Linked DNA regions of Anas platyrhynchos: region 2 is linked to region 1. The links are chromatin contacts, called in public Hi-C maps. All regions are on one chromosome and are shown on one strand. The core of a region is the stretch at or near the end of the contact, and the rest is flanking DNA. Distances in the headings are between cores, read along the strand shown. Region 1 holds the start of MIB1 (MIB E3 ubiquitin protein ligase 1). Region 2 overlaps MIB1 (MIB E3 ubiquitin protein ligase 1).

What was found. Hi-C and Micro-C count contacts between places; a contact is called where the count stands out from the background.
Region 2: a contact with region 1 is called in a Hi-C map of subcutaneous adipose tissue, with 2.3 times the contacts expected there. The contact joins the enhancer-like site here to the promoter of MIB1 in region 1. A contact is called at or near these places in 5 of 8 Hi-C or Micro-C datasets (F1 follicle, liver, skeletal muscle and 1 more).

The regions. Positions count from the first base shown.
Region 1 is chr2:54,450,886-54,453,758 of IASCAAS_PekinDuck_T2T, forward strand. It overlaps MIB1 (MIB E3 ubiquitin protein ligase 1), which reads left to right and starts at 1,360. Exons shown (of 21, transcript XM_072034783.1): 1 at 1,360-1,758. The coding sequence starts at 1,530.
Region 2 is chr2:54,510,636-54,513,508 of IASCAAS_PekinDuck_T2T, forward strand. It overlaps MIB1 (MIB E3 ubiquitin protein ligase 1), which reads left to right. Exons shown (of 21, transcript XM_072034783.1): 16 at 1-46; 17 at 1,810-2,002. Among named protein-coding and RNA genes, the nearest start is that of MIB1, 60 kb to the left of the region's middle. Within about 2 kb of position 1,361, at least 2 of the 8 cell types and tissues checked have an H3K27ac peak or open chromatin away from gene starts, as enhancers often do. A contact at or near this core is called in subcutaneous adipose tissue, where this site is marked.

The sequences.
Region 1 (2,873 bases), core at 110-2,609:
TCAGGAGGAGGATTTTCAGAAGAGAAAAATCTTCAGGATAATGTCTGCACACATGCACTGCTGCTGAACTGCAGCAGCATTCTCTCTTAAGACCTGTAATTCAGGAGATATCCTTCATGGAAAAAAAAAAATAAGGGGAAAATTAATCTCTGGGAAGATTTAGTCCCTTCAGATTCTGTCCAGGAGAGCTGTCACTAAGTCTTATCTCAGACTTTGTTGGTTTTCCTGGCACACATGCACTGGTTGCAAAAGGCCTTTTTATTCAACCGTACCAAAGAGTGATAGAAAACATGCATATCCTTAGATGCATATCCTTAGATGTGCATGAACCTTACACTTGCCTATAACTACCAAAGCCTGAGCAAGTAGAATGAGGCAGGTGGGAACGTTATAGGTATTATAGATCCCACATAGAGTCTTTGATAGATAAAGAAACCTCCAGCATTTCTGGGAAATTCTGGCATGTTTTTATATGTTTAATCCCAATTCTGTGTACTAAATGTAACAGGCCTGTACGAGCTGCAGGTAGCTTTTGTATGGGGAAAAGCATCTGCCAGAAAAAAAACAAACTGCCCGACAATTGCACGCTTTTCTAGGGTGGTATCTGTTAGCGTGTTGGGGTTTCCACTGCAGAAGCAGCAATCAGATGCTGCTTGGGGAGTGCCTGTTGTCAGGACACCATTTCATGTTTAAGGCACCATTCCTCAGTCTTAGTATGGGTCGGGAAGGGATGGGTTATGTGAGGAATGCAGCGGTGGTCTGGTGGTTACTTGTCCGTATGTTGGTGCTCTGCTATACGTTGCGTGAGAAACTCCACAAAGGAAGCCAGGGAATGATCTCACGGACTCTTTGGCCGTGTTAATGACCACAAAGGTGGAAGGAAGCACGAAAACTGGAAAAAAAACACAGAGGACACCAGGGCAGCTGATCTGCCTCATAGCAGACATTTCCTTGCTGAGAAGTGTATTCCTTTGTCAGATTTGGGCTTGTCTGTCTTTTTGGGTGGCTGCTTGAGAAAAGCTGGCACAGAACATGGTTAGAGAGGGAGAGAGCGGCTGGAAGACCATGTTTTGAGCGCAGGGGATTTGTGTGGGATTACAGAAGATGTATGGAGTTAATGGAAGTGCTGCTGAAAGCCTGTGCGGGGCTAACTCTGGTGGCAACCCTCGGTTGTCATGAGAGCGCTTGTGGGGTTAACAACACCAGGAGGAGGCGGAGGGACACTGGGGAACCTCGTTCCCAGCGGGGCCGCCTCCCAAACCACCTCAGCTCCCGGCGGCCGCCATTCCGCGGCCGCCTCCCCTCAGGGCCCCGCAGGCGGCGCCATGGCTGCGCGGCGGCGGCAGCAGCGCATGTGCGGGGCGCCGAGGCGGGGCCGGGGGCTGGCGGCCGCCGCCGGGCTCGGCGGGGCCCGGATGCAGCGGCGGGGCCCGTAGCGGGGCAGCGGGGAGGGAGAGAGAGCGGCGGGGCCCCGGAGGTCCCCCGGAGGAACGGGGAGGGGGGATTCTCCCCGCTTCTTCTCCGCCGGGATGAGCAGCTCGCGGAACAACCGCGTGATGGTGGAAGGCGTCGGCGCCCGGGTGGTGCGGGGCCCCGACTGGAAGTGGGGGAAGCAGGACGGCGGCGAGGGCCACGTGGGCACGGTGCGCAGCTTCGAGAGCCCCGAGGAGGTGGTGGTGGTGTGGGACAACGGCACGGCCGCCAACTACCGCTGCTCCGGGGCGTACGACCTCCGCATCCTGGACAGCGCGCCCACCGGTGAGCGGCTCCCCGGGGGTTTGTTGCTTGTTGTCGGCCTGGTGCCGCTCCTCCGTGGAGCCAGAGGTGCTGGGGAAGGAAGGGGATAAAGCTCTGGTTTGCTTCCTGCAGTGCCCCGGCTGCTGGGTGTTTGTGCTGTGAACGCGGCCGGCTTGGACAATGGGCTGGGAGCCGCACTGGCGTGATGCGGCAGCGGGAGGCTGGCAGGGAAACGGCCCTCCCAGCACCTGCTGCCACAGCGAAAACACGAAAATAAGGTCATTCTGGCCTCCCAGAAATAGGTTCAGGTGGTATCGGGCCCAGACAGCTTTCCTCAATAACGAGGTGCTTGGTTGGGTTTGTTGGGGTGCTTGAATGCTCTGCTTTTGTAGCACATCTTTCATCTAAAGTATGATGGAGAGGAGAGACCGTCTTTGAGCCAGCTGCCTGTTGTCTTACAGGTTAGAAGATCATAGCGATGGATGGGAGCTAACGGACTTCTGAGGAGATGAGGGTCGTAGGATTAATTGTAATTAATTACACAAACGTTACTAAGAAAAAAAAAAAACAACACCACATTGAATTTAACAGTGGGCCTTTCCAGATAGATCTCATTTTTCTGTGGCTGGTCCTCGCCCCTGCCTTCCTGGTTGGTTTTGCTGTTGTTTTGGGAGCGTAGATGCTGTTAAAACTTGAGCTGAAAAGCTTTTGGAAATGGCTTTTTGGATGGGAAGTGAAGAGCAGTCCTTCGGGTTGTGGATCCGTGTCTTGCAGGTGTTTATGCTTTGAAACTTTCCCTGCATTTGATGTCCTGTAGAAACCAGTGGGACTGCTTTTGCTTAAATGCATAAATGTTGAATTTATGAGCCTTGTGCGCTCATTATTCCAGCCCAGCTTCACTGGCTTGCAAGCTGATGGTATAGCCAGCTGCATCTGGAAATGGATGCTTAACACTTATTTTGACACCTTGATTTTTTTGCTTCTTTATTCCTTCTGTGTTTTTTTTTGGTTGTGTTTATACTTTAGCATTAGAATTTTAGCTTCTGCTTCAGGTAGCACAATGTATATTGCTTTGGGGGTAGGTCATGAATGTTGCTGTTTTCAGGCTTCGCAACTGGTATTTCTCCAGGTTTTTG
Region 2 (2,873 bases), core at 111-2,610, 60 kb after region 1:
CTAGCCTCTGCAAAGCACTGGCTAAATGCCACAAAGAAAAAGTCAGGTATGTATATTAATAAAATACCCCAGTTTTCTGTAGATTAACTGATGCATTTAAAACATCATGCTTTTACTACCTATAGTGTTAAAACATACAAGTTTTTCTTGACTTCTATTCATTTTTTTGGTATTCTGTGATACATTGAATACTGTCTACACATACATTCCTTGAAACATCTGCAAATCTTACAAGAGTTTCACACTCTGAAGTTTGAACTGTGCCTCATTCCCAGGCCTTGCTCCTCCTCTGGCTGGTACCAGCCTCCTGTCTTGTAGCTGGGTCTGAGTAGGGCTTGCTTACCATTCTCGCTCACCTCCTGTGCTGAGGATTTGCTTGCAGGCATTATACCTGATGGCCTGACTGTGCTTCTGTTTGGAAGAGCTGAGGTTTGTAGTAAAGGAAAACCAGCTATCTGACCAGGCTGTGAGGAATTTTACTGGGAGGGAGGGAGACTGAATAGATTTGGGGTTTGGTTACTTTGAAGTGGCTCTTTCTAAGCAGGAATGGGTTGTAGCAATTTTACAGAATTGGACTAGATGTCACCAGAGTGTTTTTTTTTTTTTTTTTTTTTTTTTTTCTGAAGCTTGGTTTGCAAGGATTTTGATGAGTTGGGAAGTAAACAACACTGGTTATTACATTCAGGCAGGGTGGACATTGCATTACCAGGGCCTAGAAGCACAGCACAAAGCTTGTTCATATGGGAGGGGGGTAATGGGGAGGTGGCAAAGTGCATCTGGAGGTTGGTAAAACTCCTGAAAAGAGGTGGGGGGACATCACTGAAAGGAGAACTGAGCCCTGGGACTGGTTCCCCACAGAGGCTGTGAAATCTATCTGGGCAAATTTTGAAGACTGGAATGGAGAAAAACCCTGAATAGTGTGATTTTAGGGCTGACCCTGCTTTGCATGGAGCACCTTGGAGCACCTTTTGAGTACCTGTCAGGCTGAATGACTGCATGACTTTGCAAAAAGAAAAAGAGGGATTAGGCCTGGCACCTCAGAAGCACTTCTTTAGGAATTACAATTTCACCAAAACGTCATCGAGTGCACTTAGTATGAGAAGTTGTCCTAGTTATATTCCAGTCACTGGCTTACATGATTCTTATCCTTAATTCCTGCTCAGAAGTCAGTGCATGGAAATGAAAAATGTACTTGCAAAATGTCACGAAGAGAGACTGTTCTTGTTGATGTTGCCCTAGCACGTAAGGTGCTTAATTTTCTGCAGAGACTTTTTGTCTGTCTCAGCCTCATCACTGTGGCTGTTCTTAATTCTCGCCACCTTTTATGGGCTTGTGAGCGTTGTAGGACTGAGCTGTTTACATTTAACCCATGCTCCCTCTGCTGGGTGAGCTGCAGCATAGGACACAGATGCAGGGTGAGGTCACTTCAGGAGTTCGGGGCTTCTTTTACAAGTCTGCCATTTGGAAAGTAATACAAGTATATTCAGGCTTTCCAGGTGGTAAGGTGTGCAGTTCTGAATGTATATGTTATTATTACTCTGTTAAAAACTAAACTTATGAGATGGGAAGGTAGGTTTTTTTTTTGCATTTACAAGATGCTATTCCAATTTCTGTGGGCTGTTTCTACAGAATGCCTTATCTGAGCATGAGACCTCACACTTGTGTCAACAGTACACTTGGGAATACACAGTTGGGATTGTGTTAAGATACACACTGATCCTTGAATGTATAGGAACATACAGATAAGCAGCGAATTGATGTGCAGTATGAGTTTAAAAAAAAAAGCCTGACTGCAGGGTTTCTTTGTAGTGGCCAGGTTGGTTCCCGAAGCCCGTCTATGATCAACAATGACTCTGAAACCTTAGAAGAATGTATGGTGTGTTCAGACATGAAGAGAGACACTCTGTTTGGCCCATGTGGACATATTGCCACGTGTTCTCTGTGCTCACCACGGGTGAAAAAATGCCTCATCTGTAAAGAGCAAGTTCAGTCTAGGACAAAGGTAAACATTTCCAAAGCTTTCTGTTTCTCTTTCTATTTTTAATGGAAAAGTAAAAAAGAGGTCAAGGAAAAGTGTATATTTTACGCTGTATTTTGCCTTACAGGCATTTCACTGGATGGAATTGTCAATCTTTTTGATATCTTGTCCCAACATTGTGTGTTAATCTTGTCTGTTTGCCTGTACTCGTGTCCTGTCTGCTCCTCATTCTCCCTCTCCATGTCAATGTATTTTTTTTTTTTTTTTTTTTTTGCTCAGGTCATCAGAGTTCATAATACAGCCACCTGAAGTTGTTTTATTTTTTTTCCTGGTATTTTTTTCCCATTTTAAGATAAATCGCTGTTTCTCCTGAAATATAATTTCCTCAGTTATACTGAGTTCTTTTATTCCTTAGGGCTGCTTGGAAAGATTATTCATCTGTAAACTGAGTTAGTTTTGTACTAGTTTTTATTCAGTATTACTTTCATCTTTCATTTTCTTTCTTTTTTTTTTTTTTTTGAATTATGAATTTTATTACACTTTCTTCTTCAGAGTATCAACCAGCTGTGCCCTATTTCAGGGACCTAATCCCAGTAAGTTCCTCATGTTTCTCAAATGGTTGCTCCCAGGTATTTGTGACTACACTGGGTGCATCTCCATTGCTTTTCTGTTTGAGTATTCCTTTTTTCCTAGTAATCACCAGGCCTTGTCCTTCTTGTTGCTTTTTGGCCATTAAAGAAAAATAATATATATATATATATGTTTTTATATATATACATATATAAAAATCTCATAATCCACTTACAGGTTTTCTGATCTACAGAAAACCCACTCTGTTCTTTTTATCTCTATCCAAACACCTTTGGCTAATCAGCTTCTGTGTTTCTTCTGTGTC